2 separate regions of the Zea mays genome follow, and region 2 is linked to region 1. A link is a contact called in public Hi-C data. All regions are on one chromosome and are shown on one strand. Each heading gives the region's core, a stretch centred on a gene start, on an enhancer-like site or on the middle of the called end of the contact. The rest is flanking DNA. Distances are from core to core; before and after follow the strand shown. Region 1 holds the start of LOC103643322. Region 2 holds the start of LOC100281480 (protein kinase).

Region 1 (7,348 bases), core at 3,205-5,704:
TTCTCCTTTCTCTTGGTGCGAGACTCTTCCGATGAAGTGCTCCCATGGCTTGTAGTGGGCTTTTCGCCGGTCTCCATCTCCTTCTTGGCGTGATCTCCCGACATCACTTCGAGCGGTTAGGCTCTAATGAAGCATCGGGCTTTGATACCAATTGATAGTCGCCTAGAGGGGGGGGGGGGGTGAATAGGGCGAAACTGAAATTTACAAAATTAATCACAACTACAAGCCGGGTTAGTGTTAGAAATATGATCGAGTCTGTGAGAGAGGGTAGAAAACAAATCGCGAGCAAATAAGAAGTGTGACACACGGATTTGTTTTACCGAGGTTCGGTTCTCGCAAACCTACTCCCCGTTGAGGAGGCCACAAAGGCTGGGTCTTTTTCAACCCTTTCCCTCTCTCAAACGGTCTCTCGGACCGAGTGAGCTTTCTCTTCTCAATCAAACGGGAACAAACTTCCCCGCAAGGATCACCACACAATTGGTGTCTCTTGCCTTGGTTACAATTGAGTTGATCGCAAGAAAGATTGAAAGAAAGCACGATTGCAAAAAGCCAAGCGACAAGAGCGACAAATAACACACGGATCACTTTCTCTCTCAAGTCACTAATCACTAATGATCTCTTTTCTCAATTGTGAAACTTGGAGAGATGGAGGCTTTGAATGTGTCTTGGAATGAATTGCTAGCTCTTGTATTGAATGTTGAAGGTTGAAATGCTTGGATGACTTGAATGGAGGTGGTTGGGGTTGTATTTATAGCCACCAACCACTTCCTAGCCGTTGCTCCATTCTGCTGAGCGCGGACGGTCCGCCCGCCTGGTCCGGACGGTCCGCCCCTGTAGATCAACGGCTGAAAACGCAACGGTCAGCAGTAACGGCTATATCAACGGCTATATCAACGACTATATTGCATTTAATGCGTCGTCAGATGTCAGATAAAGCCAGTCGCGGACGGTCCGGTCGTGCACCCCGGACGGTCCGCGAGGCCGCTATAATTCATTTTTTCGAACCCGTCACCTTCGGGTTTTTTCGGTTTCTCACCTACCGGACGGTCCGCGCCTGAGGCCGGACGGTCCGCGCGAGGGCTCGGACGGTCCTTGCTTTTCCTCCGGACAGTCCGTAGTGTAGACTTGTATTTTTGCATTGGTTCTGCCCGAAGATTATCCTGGTGTCGCGGACGGTCCGCCGCAGGGGCCCGGACGGTCCGCGCTTGGACTGTTTTTCCAAAAAGCTTCTCCTGTCCGGAATAATCTACGGTATTCTGGACAGTCGATTTAGTATAGTTATAGATGAACCTTTGGCACCTGTAGAACATATAATCTAGAGCAAACTAGTCAGTCCAATAATTTGTGTTGGGTAATTCAACCACCAAAATTAATTAGGAACTAGGTGTAAGCCTAATTCCCTTTCAGGTTTCAACACATTGCAGTAACCTCTTTGTCCTCTTTTTGGGCTTGGACATTCCCCAACCAGATAGCATGGGAAATATTTAGGTTGCAAGGAATTCCTACACTAGGCTGCGGGTGCCAATATGCCTTATCACTGTATTGAAGGCCACATGAGCCGTGTGAGATGTTGAGCCCAAGGCCATGTTGCAAATAGGACACTTATAGTCGATCTAACCTTTAGAGGACTCATAATAATGCCTTTAAATTCTTCTCTTTTTTTGGAATCAGCTTTCACATAGAACTACTCTTTTGTCCAGTCAGCCGACCATTTTGTCTCGTATGCTAGTACAAGATACTTCATGTATTTCCGATAGGCAAAATTGTAGCATCCCAAGTTATTGTGAAAACTGTCTGAAGGCCTAGCCTTCGTCAGATAGTGTAGTTCATGAGCTCTACAGAAGGCTTCAGCTCTAACACCCTAGCTGTGCACTGCCCGTATCAAGACACTATCTGACTATCACATTTGGAGTTAGCCGGTGCATGAAAATCTTGTATTTCTTTAAGACTTTGACAATCATCTTGAACAATGGCAGCCAAAGTCTAGCTTGAAAAAAGCTCCTGAAAACTATGATATCATCATCCTTCGGTTGCGAAGTGGTCTCGTTGCTAGCAAAGTGAACCCCATCCTTCTCATTAATGTAACTTAGCTTTTTTGGCTGAATGTCATTGTCCTCTTCTTTAGCTTTTGAGACACTTTTCTCCACAATGTCTTCTTCCTCATTGGCCCCTATCTCAGTTGTCGCTTTCATAGCCTCAGAAATTGGCATCGTAGCTCCCATTTCCACTATGTCATGAACATCTTCGTCTCTATGGGTTTCTTCAGATGAGACCAGAGTCGTCATCTTAGCGGTTGGGGCCTCCTTAGCCGAAGGTCCGACATTAGCTTGATTGTTGTTTCCAAGTCTATTTTAGTAAAGTACACATTTGTTTGAAGATGGTGTACATGCATTGCATTTGCAAAGACGAAGCTATATGCTTTGGCTCAGCGGCATGGACACGTTACAAAGGAACCAACGAGGGAAGGGTGAAATCTTCAAGACTTGATCAACAAGACTACAAAGAGAAAAGACGACAATGCCTATAGTTGATTTCATAGTTCATATGTATAGGTTAGAGTACATGATTGTTAGAAGTTGTATCCTCCGCTATAAATAGAGGACACTTTTTGAATGAGACAAATTGCTTCGTTTTACCTACGAAGCTGTTTTTCTCTTTTGTCTTCATATTGCTTTCTGTAAAGCTGAATGTATAACTGCAATTACATTTGTTAATAAAGGAACGAAGAAAAGTCATGTTCGTACGTTTGAGATGAGTTGTTCATCAAATTATTATGCTTTGACTTTTTTGTTCCTTCATTATTTATTTATATAACATTTTCTCCTTTAATTAATCTTTTTAGGAAAATTTAATTAAAAGGAGAAGAGGAAGATTAATTGACTTATATGCCTTGTTTTATATATCCTTCAGGAATTAAAAGCAACAGAAATAAAAAACTAAGTAACCAACATTACTCTATCTGATTGTCAATCGTTTCTGATGGCTAGTTCTGTGTAGCATTAGATTGTCTGCAGTGCTTCCCAACCTCCTTTCCCCTCCGCTACTTTAGAGGCTATAGAATCCCTCCACCTGCATCGCAGCCCTCTTGCTATCCCCTGTCTCGCCGCAACACTCTCTCTCCCTCTAGATGCGGGGGAACGCTACGCAGGACGATTGGCTTCTTCCTGCTCCGTCATCTCGTTCGTGCGCTACTGCTGAAATCGAGGCTCGCTAGAGAGGGGAGGCAGGAGGTGCCGACGATAGTGACCGGTGGCGTGCATCGTGCTCGACACGCCATGACGGCACAGAGGATGTTCGATGCCCGACTGAGCGTGCAGACGGAGCCGGGGCGAGGGGAAGAAGACGACGTGTCTCGGATCTGCATCCTGCTCGCTGCTTTCTGCCGCTCTCTGCTCCACGGTTCCCATGATGGCACAGAAATGCGGAAAGCAGCGAGCAGCTTCTCGAGATCTGTTGGTGGAGCTTTGTAGAAGAAAGGAATGAGGAGTGGGGATTTCTGTTGCCGTGGGCGTGTGGGGAGTGAAGATTTCTGTTACCGTGGGCGTGTGTCTGGAAGATGTCAAATACAATTTCGATAGAAATAAAAAGAAAAATAATGTTGAATGGTTGGTATGGTAATTGATGGAGAAATAATGTTCTATGAAAAATGATATTATGTGTCAATATCTCATATACTTGCATGCGTCTAAACAAAGGGAATAAAAGAATAAAAGAAAATAGAAGGATGATAGTTGAGGAAGTTGTAGCGAAATGTATATTTTAATAGTATGGTGGGGTTTAGGGGGATTTTGTAGGGGAACCACTGTGGCACTGTGGTAAGTAAAGATGTAGGGCCCCAGCTGCTCGCGGGCCCCAGCTGTCATAGACTGTATGCGGAGTCTATGACAGCCGGGGCCCGCGAGCAGGAGGTGGCGCATGCAGTCTTCTGCGGAGAGGAGAGAGAAACCGTGGAAAAGGGGAGTGCAGGTACACGGCGTCTGTTTTGCGGAGACGGATGCGGAGGCTGCTGAAGAGCGAAATAGTGACTCAGAGCGTGTATAATGCGGATGCGGAGTGGGATGTGGAGTGTTGCTGGAGTTGGTCTAAGGTAAAACTGCTCCGGATAGCCTTAGCAGGGTAGACGTTCCTGTCAGCTCCTTGACCTATTCCTGACGTTCTTCTTCTGTAGTCCTCCGAAGCTCCAGTTTCTTTAAAATGAGCTCTCACTGTCGATGATAGAGAAACGTTACATTACTGTTTAGTGACGATCACGAGCATGCCATGATGAGCCCATGCCCAGCACGCACAACACAAGTGGCAGGAGACGACAATCCCAAGTTCCCAACGGCAGCGGAAACTTGCTTCGCACGTCGGACGGCCGACGATCAGTCGTGCAAGGATCCGTTCCATGCGGACGATTGGTTGCCGTGGGCCACGCCCAGCAGACGGCCCAGATCTATCTCCCCCAAGCTGGGCTCGCAATCTGGGTCGTCGGCGTCCTAGGCCCCCTCTTCTTCGTTGTCACGCAGTTCTCTGGCTCCGACTCTCCCTCTTCCCCACACCTAAAGATCCGAATCTAGGGAGCGGGTTCCACCACCCCAAGATTCTCGTGGCGACCTCGCAACAACCTTTTTCAGCTCTTCCCATCTCTTCGGTTGCCGAATCTCTCTCGCCTTCTCTCCTTGAGGCTTTTATAATCAGCCTGTTCTTGGTTCATCTCGTTTCTGTGGAGTGGAGACAATTTTTTCGGGTGATAGATTTCGTCTCAGAAACTCTTAAACTACCGTTGCTTTCTACTTGCTCCTCTGATTTGCGCCGAGAAACAACCACTATATAATTATCAGCGATTTCTTTCGTTCCACTCGATCCAACCTTGTTGATTTCCTTTAAAGGCAGCGCCTTTGCCAATCTACTTTTGTTGAGACAGATGTCTAGTTAGTTCTTGAAGAAGATAAGGCTTCCTCGCAGATTATTCTGTTGCTTTACTTTGATTTTGTCAGTTTTGCCCTCAATTTCCACCCGGATAGGACCCGAGCATTCTTTTATTTCTTTCTTTCCCCATAATGGCCATGTCGCTGAGCCGCTTCTCCCAGTGGATATGGCCGGGGAGCAGAACTAGAAATCCTAGAGGCCGCGAGCCACCGGCGGGGAGCACGGCCTTGACGGAAGGCCTCTTCCCGGACTCCCCGTCGGGGTTCCGGGATCCAGACCCTGGTTCTGGCGCGGCACAGCGGCGTAAGGGCAAGAGCCGCCGTCGCGGTGGCCGCGTGGAGGCGAAGGTCGATGGCGAGCACGGCATGGTTATCGTGCAGTCCGACGGTGACGGCTGCCTGTCTGACTCGGACTCCGACGGCTCCGACTGGTCCATCGGCTGGCTCGAGCCGCTCGCGCCGGACCTCCAGAGTGACGTTGACTCCGAGGGAAGCTTCGCCGTCCTCGTGCGGTGCTATCGCCGCGGCCGCGCTGACCGGCCTGACCGTCCTGATGGCAAGTTCCCTGCTCCTGGTGGTGTCGCTCACGGTCACGGTGGTGTTTCTGGTAAGCTCAATATGCTGCTCTTTCTAATTAATTAAAGTACATAACTGAGCAGGTAGACAGACAACACGTACTAATTAATTAAAGTACATAACTGAGCAGGTAGTTAGACATTACGTACTAATTAATTACAGTACATAGCTGAACTTGCTTGTTTAGCCTGTTAAAATGATGCCCTAAATTTGGCAAGTTTCTAGTTATCAACTGTTGAATGCCTTCGACCGTTTTACCCAAAAAAATATCACATTAGCAGTATCCCTCACTTTTTGTACAGTGTGCGGTGTTCCATGTTCCAAGTTCCAACTAATAAGGTCGGTTAGTGACGCTGTGAATCAATTGCTGAGTTTGCTTGGAAACTTCTAATCATGTGTCATATTCATCAATTTTTCTATTGTAATCATAAATTTATCGGAAACCTTGAAAACTCAAAAAATTGGTCAGCATTAAATAAACATATGGCACTGCATTTTTTGTTCTAGGAGATGTGCCCTTAATTTTGTGTCTAGTCTAGTTTGGATAGCTTCAATATTGCAATGGACTGAGCTTAGTCCTACCATACATCTTAGTTAGACCGTCTTCAAACCTAAAACATTATTTTGCACTGTATACTACACTGTTGCAGAGTGAAGATTGAATATAAGGATAGAGATGTGTAAACTGCTGGAGATAGTCTTATGGCCTATTATTGTTTGCTAGTCTGAGCTTTTGTCCTACACATCCATTCTTTTCGCGTCTTCCCAAACATATCTTACTATTACTATTGGAAATTCAGGCATCCAGCCATCCACTATATAAAATGATTGCTCCCTATATGTCATTGTTTTTTAGAACCTTGCCTTTTGTGTTATTGTTGATCATTAGTGGGGAGTCAGACATGGAGCCCAGGGGAAAAGTTCCATTTTGGGTTTTGGCTTCCATGTTGCTTTGCCCCCTCCCTCTTGCACCATCTCTTCTGTCTTATCAGATCACATGCTGCTACAGTCAGGACAGTTTGGCCCAGAACTGCAAATCGTTGCTGCCTTGCTATGCAGACTGCAACTTATTATTTTTTTGTTAGCCTTATTGTTGTAAAATACGAAATTTCTAAATAAATCTTGATTTTCCAGTTTTAAATCTCTGTACATGTAGTGTGTCCACCAGTTCTTCCAGATTGACCAAACTCTGATAATTCAATCTGAGCATCCCATCTCTAACCACTGTAGTTTTCTTTGCATCAGTCGAGACACAAAGAAATGATTGTGATAGGGTGTGTTTGGTTTGACTTTTGGATTTGGCTTTCGTCCCTTACAAGCTAAAAGACAAAACAAAGGGCTGGATCTTGAAAGCAGTTTTTTTTAAAGTAATTTTTCTCACAGTGTAAAAATGAAAGCATCTCTAGACATGCTTTTAGTGGCTTTCAGATGGAACTATGAAAATATATATAGAAGAACTTTTAGCGGCTTTTAGTGGTTTCGATCAAACGGTTTTGAGTTTTTTAACATCCCACAACACACAGCTCACAGTCTAAAACAGTTTTTTTAAGCCACAACCCTACCAAACATACCCTTAATCCTTTCTAAAGTGCTATATCCATAATTTTCTCTCTTTTATTGATCCTGTATTCATCTATTCATTTGGCTTATGGGATCTTCCATATTTGACCTTGTTGGTAATCAGCATGGACTTTTGTTTTTGACTATTTACAATTGAAAAACATGCTCTCTGCCGGAACCACAATTGCATCCAATATTGTGCTATTCTACCATTTTAATGTCAATGGCCTAATATATATAACAAATACTCCCTCAGTTCCAAAATATTAGTAGTTTTAGCTCTTGTTTTTTATGTCTATATC
Region 2 (7,348 bases), core at 1,988-4,487, 180 kb after region 1:
GATGTCCAAGCTAATTGAGATGATCTTGCCTAGAGGAAGAGCTTTGTGATCCAACTTGTGCAAAAACGCTCGCAGAGAACCACCAGAAAGGAATTCAGTGATGACACAGAATACTGGTGGACTGCTGCATGCTCCAACCAGCTACAAAGAAAAAATGTGAATGAAGTGAGAAAACTCAAAAAAGCAAGTCCTGATCTGTAAATATGATAAAGATGGCTTTCGTTTCCTGAATTTCAGTATGATTGCACTCAACTGAACAGAGGACTACACTACATGTCCCCATGTGATAGGCATTTAAGTGTAGGATAGGATTCCACAACGTACCTAACTTTTCTGCCTAAACTTAGTTCTTCAATTCGAGCGACTAAGTTTGACAGATTGTGTCGTCTTAAGTATGAAACCAAATAGCCCTTAAGGTTTTCCATTCAAAATAAGTTGAAAGTTCATAACAGGTTCAAGCGTCCATGTGGCTATGCAATTTTATATACTGTAACAGTTGTCAACAAGAAAAAATACTCTACTTTTATAAATATATGACACCGTTGACTTTTAAAAAAAACTTTGGCCACTCATCTTATTTTAAAAAATAATGAGTTATTTTTTGGTTTATTTTATCACTTAAAGTAGTTTGTGCTTAACTTAAAATTTTACATTTTTGAATAAGGCGAGTGGTCAAAGTTTTTGAAAAAAAGTCAATAGTTTCATATATTTGTGAACGGAGGTAGTAGAATACTGCATATACATCAATAATCAAATTTCTTTTTAGTTGACCATATAACCATGATTGCATCTAAACCCAAATTTTAGCAAAGTAAAATAACTAGAAAACCTCATGCACGCAATAAAATAATTTGACATTCCAAGCTGTTCCACAGCCAGTGTAGAATCATGTTAGCATAATCATCATAAATAAAAATATCACAAAACGGAAAGTCGTCAGTTACCTTGATGACATTAGGATGATTGAGGCGTGACAGAGTGGCGACCTCGGTGTGGAACTGCTTCTCAAGCTGAGCAGCCAGCTCTGCATCTTCCTCATCATCAGGCTGTCTGATGAACTTGACAGCAACAGGCTGCTCTTTGTAGATTCCGTGGAACAACCGGCTGTGAGCCCCGGACGCGAATCTGTGCCCAATGAGCAGCTGGGAGCGATCGACGGACCATTTCTCGAGTACCTCCAGTGCAGTTGCAGCAACCTTCATCCTCCCGTTGGCATGGCCCTCCTTCCTATTCTTCAGCTTGCCCGGTGCCCTCACCGTCACCGGCGCTGGAGGACAACCATTCAGCTCTAGAGAAGACGCGGATCTCCGGGGCGGCGGCGGAGTGGAGAACCTCTTGGTGGCTGATTTGGCCTCTTGAAACACTTCAGCAACGTGGCGAGACGGGAGGGGAGACCTCGCCCTCTGCTTCGTCTTGGGCGCCTCGCCGAGCACACTTAGCGACGAGCTGCGCGTGAGGGCATCATCGCCGGGCGTTTTCTTCCGCGGGAACGGGGCAGGGCTTGAGCACGCTCTCTGCAGCTTCAGGCTCTGCTCGTCAGGGTGGAAGGAGAACTCGAGTGCTCCCGGGCTCTCAACCTCCGCGCTCTGAACCGCGGGTACCCGAGGTACGGCCACGCTGAGTTTGCCAATTCCTTTCTTTCCGTTTGAAGCCTTGGCATCGTCCTCCTTCCTCGCCGATGCCTCTTGCGACGACGGGCGATCGCTGACTGCCTTGGCGTGCTGCCCCGGCTTGGCGTCTGAAGATGACATGTCCTTAGGCTTGGGCTTGGGCTGGGCGCAGAACGAGCTCGTCGTCGGAAGGGACGATGTGGACAACCTCGTCCCTGGCTCCATGTTGAGGCCATGGAGCTTGAACCCCGAGGCGGAGCCCTTCTGCCTGAGCGCGGCCCCACGGTTGAACTGCTCGACGAATGCGCCGAACTGCTCCCTCCCGGAATTGGAGCGGACGACGGAGTGGGAGAAGCGCGTCCGCCGCACCCACGAGTAATCCTCGTCGTCCATCTTCCTCTCTCAGATCCCGAGGCCACCAACCAATGGCGAGCCCAGGAATTGGCAGCCGCTCGTGTCGTCAACGATAAGAGCGATGGAGCGCGCGCAGGAGGCGGATTGGTGCCTTGGTCTTGGTGGATGTCTGCTTCGCTGCCACCAACGAGATGGTCCCGTATTCCCGATACAGCTGGATCAGAGAAATCTGGACGAGAGGAATCCGGATCCTAGCACATCCCACAGGTCATTAAACAAGCGCCACATTTGGTAGTGCTGCTCCCTTTCCTTGTTGAAGAAGGACCCCGAACCGAACCTTCTGCCCCGCTCGATAGCTCTGCAGATTCGATGAATGAAACAAACCAATTCGAAAGCAGAGGCAGCAGACGTCAGAGATCAATACGCTTGGTCAACGAGAAAGAAAGAAACGTAGATGAATTCTTATTTGAAATTGAAGTCGCCAGAAAAGAAAAACGGTCAAAAGCCACAAGCTACGTCTACGAACAGAGGAGTTTCGGATCGAAGCGCGACGAACCGTGCCGGATCCGGACTTCGGCGTGGAAAAAAACAGAGACGTGCGGGAAGCATCACCATAGCATAATGTGGAAATAGAGAAAGGTCAAGAAAAAGAAAAGGGCGGGCGGGCGAGCGGCGCGGCAGGGCGGTACGGGCACGCGAGAAACGCGAATCTGCGGGAAGCATGACGCGGAGCCGGAATTCAAATCCCACTATACACAGTTACACACACACACCCCGTCGTCCCTGACGACGCGACGCAAAACGTAACCAACCAACCGGTGCCCAAATCCAAACAGGAATTGGCCTTCGCCCCCTCCTCACAATCATCAACATTCAACAAAGACGACCCTTCCTCACAATCATCAACATAGACGAGCGAGAGGCGTCGCCGCCGCTTACCCGATCGTGAGGAGCGGACGACGCCAGCCGCGAACGAGCAGGCACCAGGCAAGCAAGGCAGCCACGAAAGTGGGAGGAACGCGCATCAACGTGGGTGTGCTGTGCAATAAAAGGCGGCCGACGGAAGGAGGGACGACGGTACGGATCCAAAGCTGCGCGCCGGTAAGGAAGGCGGCCAGGCGACGCCGGAAACCTGGAAGCGGAGTTCGCGCGGCGCGGGGGGGAGGAGGAGGATGAGAAAAATGTTGCGATGGAGAGGCCGCCAAAGGTTTTTATTGCTTTGGCGAATCCAGCGGCTTCGGCCTTCGGTGCGGGCAGGTGCTGGGGGAGGCCGGCGTCCCCGTCGCCGTCCTAGTCCCGCATGAGCACCAATCCTGCCGGCTTTGTGCGTGCTATGTGGCCTGACGTGACACGATGGGAGTCATCCGAATACTTTTTTTAAATTTTAAAATACTATTCCTACACTAAAGTTAGATCGAGATCGAAGTTTACGTGCGAAGTCACCGATTCAACGAATATTATACGGTCAATTATTGGATACGACTTTTTTTAGATTAATTAAGCATGTACGTATGGTGCTTCTTTTTGTGAGGGGGGTGGGCCGGCGGAGGTGCGTGAGAAGCGAGACAGGTCTTCTCATGTATTTCGTAGCGTGGGCTGCTACCCTGCTAGTGGTACCATCTCAGATCCATGTGGACCTCGTGCATGTGAAGGATAGTGTCCCCGTATGGCTGGGTGCCGCGAGTCGCAGGCACGGTCCATGGTCATAGCCTATTCTATTACGGGAAGCTGCGGTGTTACTGGATCCGTTTGCTGCCAGACTTTTGGAGATCTTTCGCTTTATTTTAGAGGTTGTGGGAACACGGCAAGACATAAAGTAGTTTGTTGGCGTAATGTCGCTCAAGATCGTAATGTCCCCAAGATCCTCAAAACAGTAAAATACATTTTCGGTACTTAAACTTATCGTCATATGTCATCCTGATCCACAAACTTTGAAAGTGTGTCCGTTGGGTCCATAATCGTTGTTCGGGTCTCAATTAGGTCTAAACAGGATCATATTTGACATGTGGACCCCACATGTTACCATGTGTATCTATTTTCTCTCTCTCTTTTCCACGAAGCAGTTAATCTGGAAACGAAGGAGGCCATCGTGTCTACTGATGCTTCGAAACAAATGACGATGTTGTCTCCATGTGATATCCTGACCCCTAGTGGATGGTAATATCCTAGCCTAAGGCTTAATATAATTAATATAGTACTCATATCAACAAGATGCATCTTCTTTTTTGTAAGCCTACCTCGAAAGAACCTCTGGGTTAAGTGTATCACCTTGAATTTGGGGATATAAATTTTCTTTCTAATTATCACCCAAATTCATGTGTTACTCTTCTCTCTCTAGTTTCTATCTATCTATAGATTGTCTCTCCCTCTCTCTTCCTTTTTAGTAGAATTAGCTTAAAGTTAGGGGGATTTAATTATTTATTTTTGCCAAAACATTATGAATCATGACATTTGCATCATGCTGAGCTTAAAATATTCTTTGAAGTGTTGCACATGTTTGAATTTATTTGAATTTGAAACCTAATTTGATTTTGGAATTGAAAACCCTATAGAAAAGAAATAGAAAAGGAATTAGAAAATCCAGAGAAAAAGAAAAAGGGAAAGCAGCCCAAACCAGCCCAGCCAGGCCGCGCGCCAGCCGCCCCTGATAGGCGGGTCCCGCCTGTCAGCGGCAGTCTGTCCCGCGCTCCCTTCCCTTCCTCTCGCTCGCTGCCCAGTGGAGCCGACCTGTCGGCGCCAGTTGCTTCGCCCGCGCGCGTCCCTCTTCTCTCTCTGTCTCGCGGGCCCGTTCTGCCAGGCGCTGAGCCGTTGTCCCATGCGCCCCTTCTCTCTCTGCGTCGTGGACCCTCCCTGTCAGTTCCGCCCTCCTCGCCCTCGCCGTGGACCGGCGCGTGCGCACTCGCGCATGTCGCCGGAATTCTCGGCCATGACGCCACCCACGCGCCCCCAACTCCCTCTTAGAGCCCCGCCAGAGCCCGCACTCACTCCCCCGCCTCATTTTGCACAGCTCCGCCCTCTCTCGCGCTCTGCCCACGCCACCAGAGACCCGCGCCCGCTTCCCCGGCCATCTAGCTCGACGGAGACCGCGCCAAGCCACCCCGAGGTGAGACACCTTTGCCCGTGCTTAATTTCCCCGATTTCGCTCTATGCTCGGCCAATTTTGGCATCGCCGGTGCTCGGCCGTGGTGGTCCATTGCGCCCGCGCGGTGGCCAGCCAAATTAGCCCGGCCTAGTGCCCGATGTTGGTCCCTGTGTCACCCCTGCCTCTGCTGAAGCTATCCTAGGCCTTAGCGTGCCTCAAGCCCCCTCCCCACGACCGGAATCCCTCACCGAAGTTCCTCCGACCCGCCCGAGGCTTTCTCCCCACCGTTCTCCCCTCTCTATCCGCGGATTCGTGGCCTTTTCCCCGCCACTGAGTTCGCCTTGACGTTCTCTCCCTCTCTGCCCAATCCCGGCGACCCCGGAGCCACCCTAGCACGCGTCTGCCTCAACTCCGTCGACCTCACCGCTGCGGAGATGAGCAGCACCGCCCGCAGCCGTTCACCCCTCCCCGGTCTGATCCCCTCCGTCCGATCTTGATCGCACGACCCAGATCGTGGATACCGTTTCGCGTACGCGCGCCCTGTGCCCCTGGCTCGCTGTCAGCATTACTTTATGAAACCTAAGGATTGACTAATCTGTATTCACTTATCCTTGTTTACCTTTTGGGTTATCATGGTTAGCATTTTGCTATTGCCTTGACTTTAATCAATGAACATGATGTGAACATTTATGGTACGATATTCTTATCCTGATTATGTTGATGATCTTGTGATACTTTAGGGGACTCAGGCCTTTTTCCTGATTACCTCTCCGTAAGGACCTGTTCGTGGAGTGACCACCCGGGATAACAGTGCAACCATGAGGGTGGAATGGGACGCCCTTAGCTGATTAATTAGATGAACCTGGGGGTGTAGTTGGCTTTGCCTGAGGGCCGTCAATGGGGACCGGGCGTAGTGCTCGCTCTGCCAAGGTTGGGGTGCAGAGGTTCATTCGATTTGGTTTTGTTAGTCACCCACTTTGGGGAGGTGTACTGCGTTTGTACGACTGGCAAAACCTAACGAGCAACTATACACCAGGGGAGTCTTTGTAAAGGCTACGTAGTGTATCCCTAGCCATTCACCTTGGTAGTGAAGATCGGGTCTGTACAACCCAGGCTGGAAAGGGATCACGACTTGTGGGTAAAGTGTACAACCTCTACAGAGTGTTAAAAACCGGTATATCAGCCGAGCTCATGGTTAAGAGCAGCCTTGGGATCCTCTTTGATTAGAAGAACTTTGGATACTTTTATGGTGATGGTTAACAATGGTGATATAATTCTGATTTTCTGGTATTTCCTCTTTTGAGGGAGTACTTTTGGGTAATAACTGGGTTTATTACTAAAACTTGGCTCTACTAATAATACTAAATACTTGACTAACCTAAAAGCAACTGCTTGACCTCAACCCCACATACAACTAGTCCACTTTAGCCAAACAGGACATTTGTTGAGTACATTGATGTGTACTCACCCTTGCTTTACACACCACCCCCACCCCAGGTTGTCCCCACTGTACTCAGTGCTCAGGAGGTGATGCTGGCAACATGGAGGACTTCGAGGAGTTCCAAGAATACGATGAGTTTTAGTTTACCTTAGTGGCAAACCCCCAGTCAACTGCATGTGTAGGCTTATCATCTACGTTTCGTTTCTCCGCACTTTGATAGTTATGCTAAAGACAATGGTTATGTAATAGACTTTGTGGATGTCTTGGACATCTTGATGTAATTAAGTACCTTTCAGCTATTTATTTCAAGCATTGTGTGATGATGTCCAATTATGTAATCGCTGTGTACGTGAGTTCTGATCCTGGCACGTACATGGTTCGCATTCGGTTTACCTTCCAAAACTGGGTGTGACATTAAGCGTGCTTGGACCAGAGCAATCTTGAGATGGTGGCTGACCGGGAAGTTCTCCCGGGTGTGCACGAGTGAGGACAAAGTGCGTGCAAAAGACTCGTGTTGGTCTGTCTTGGGTGGAGGCCGAACACACCCTCAATTAACCGGTCGAAGACTCTGTTTTATTACTAACAGTTTTCACAGGTCCACGAGCGAAGGGGCCATCAACGATGCTCTAATGGAATGCTACAGAGGGGCTACGTAAGGCAAAGGCCTCAGGATGGCCGAGCAACCGAGGCCCTACCACAATCACGATGCGGAGTCCTCAACATTCTTCGCCGAGTCTGGACAAGCAGACAGCTATATAAGGCGTGACGGTCCAACAGCGCCAGCGAAGATCACATGTCGGTCCACCGCTGGCCCATCGAGTGACGACTTCGTTGGCCCACCTATCAGCATAGGGTATGGGT

Evidence for each region. A called contact is a pair of places that touch in the nucleus more often than the background predicts.
Region 2: a contact with region 1 is called in a Hi-C map of ear, with 2.6 times the contacts expected there. The contact joins the promoter of LOC100281480 here to the promoter of LOC103643322 in region 1. A contact is called at or near these places in 4 of 25 Hi-C or Micro-C datasets (bundle sheath, ear, endosperm and 1 more).

Annotation. Positions count from the first base shown.
Region 1 is chr1:223,140,024-223,147,371 of Zm-B73-REFERENCE-NAM-5.0, forward strand. It overlaps LOC103643322, which reads left to right and starts at 4,455. Exons shown (of 2, transcript XM_008666473.4): 1 at 4,455-5,517. The coding sequence starts at 5,043.
Region 2 is chr1:223,320,565-223,327,912 of Zm-B73-REFERENCE-NAM-5.0, forward strand. LOC100281480 (protein kinase) reads right to left here and starts at 3,238. Exons shown (of 4, transcript NM_001154398.1): 1 at 2,904-3,238; 2 at 945-2,322; 3 at 1-141. The coding sequence starts at 2,003.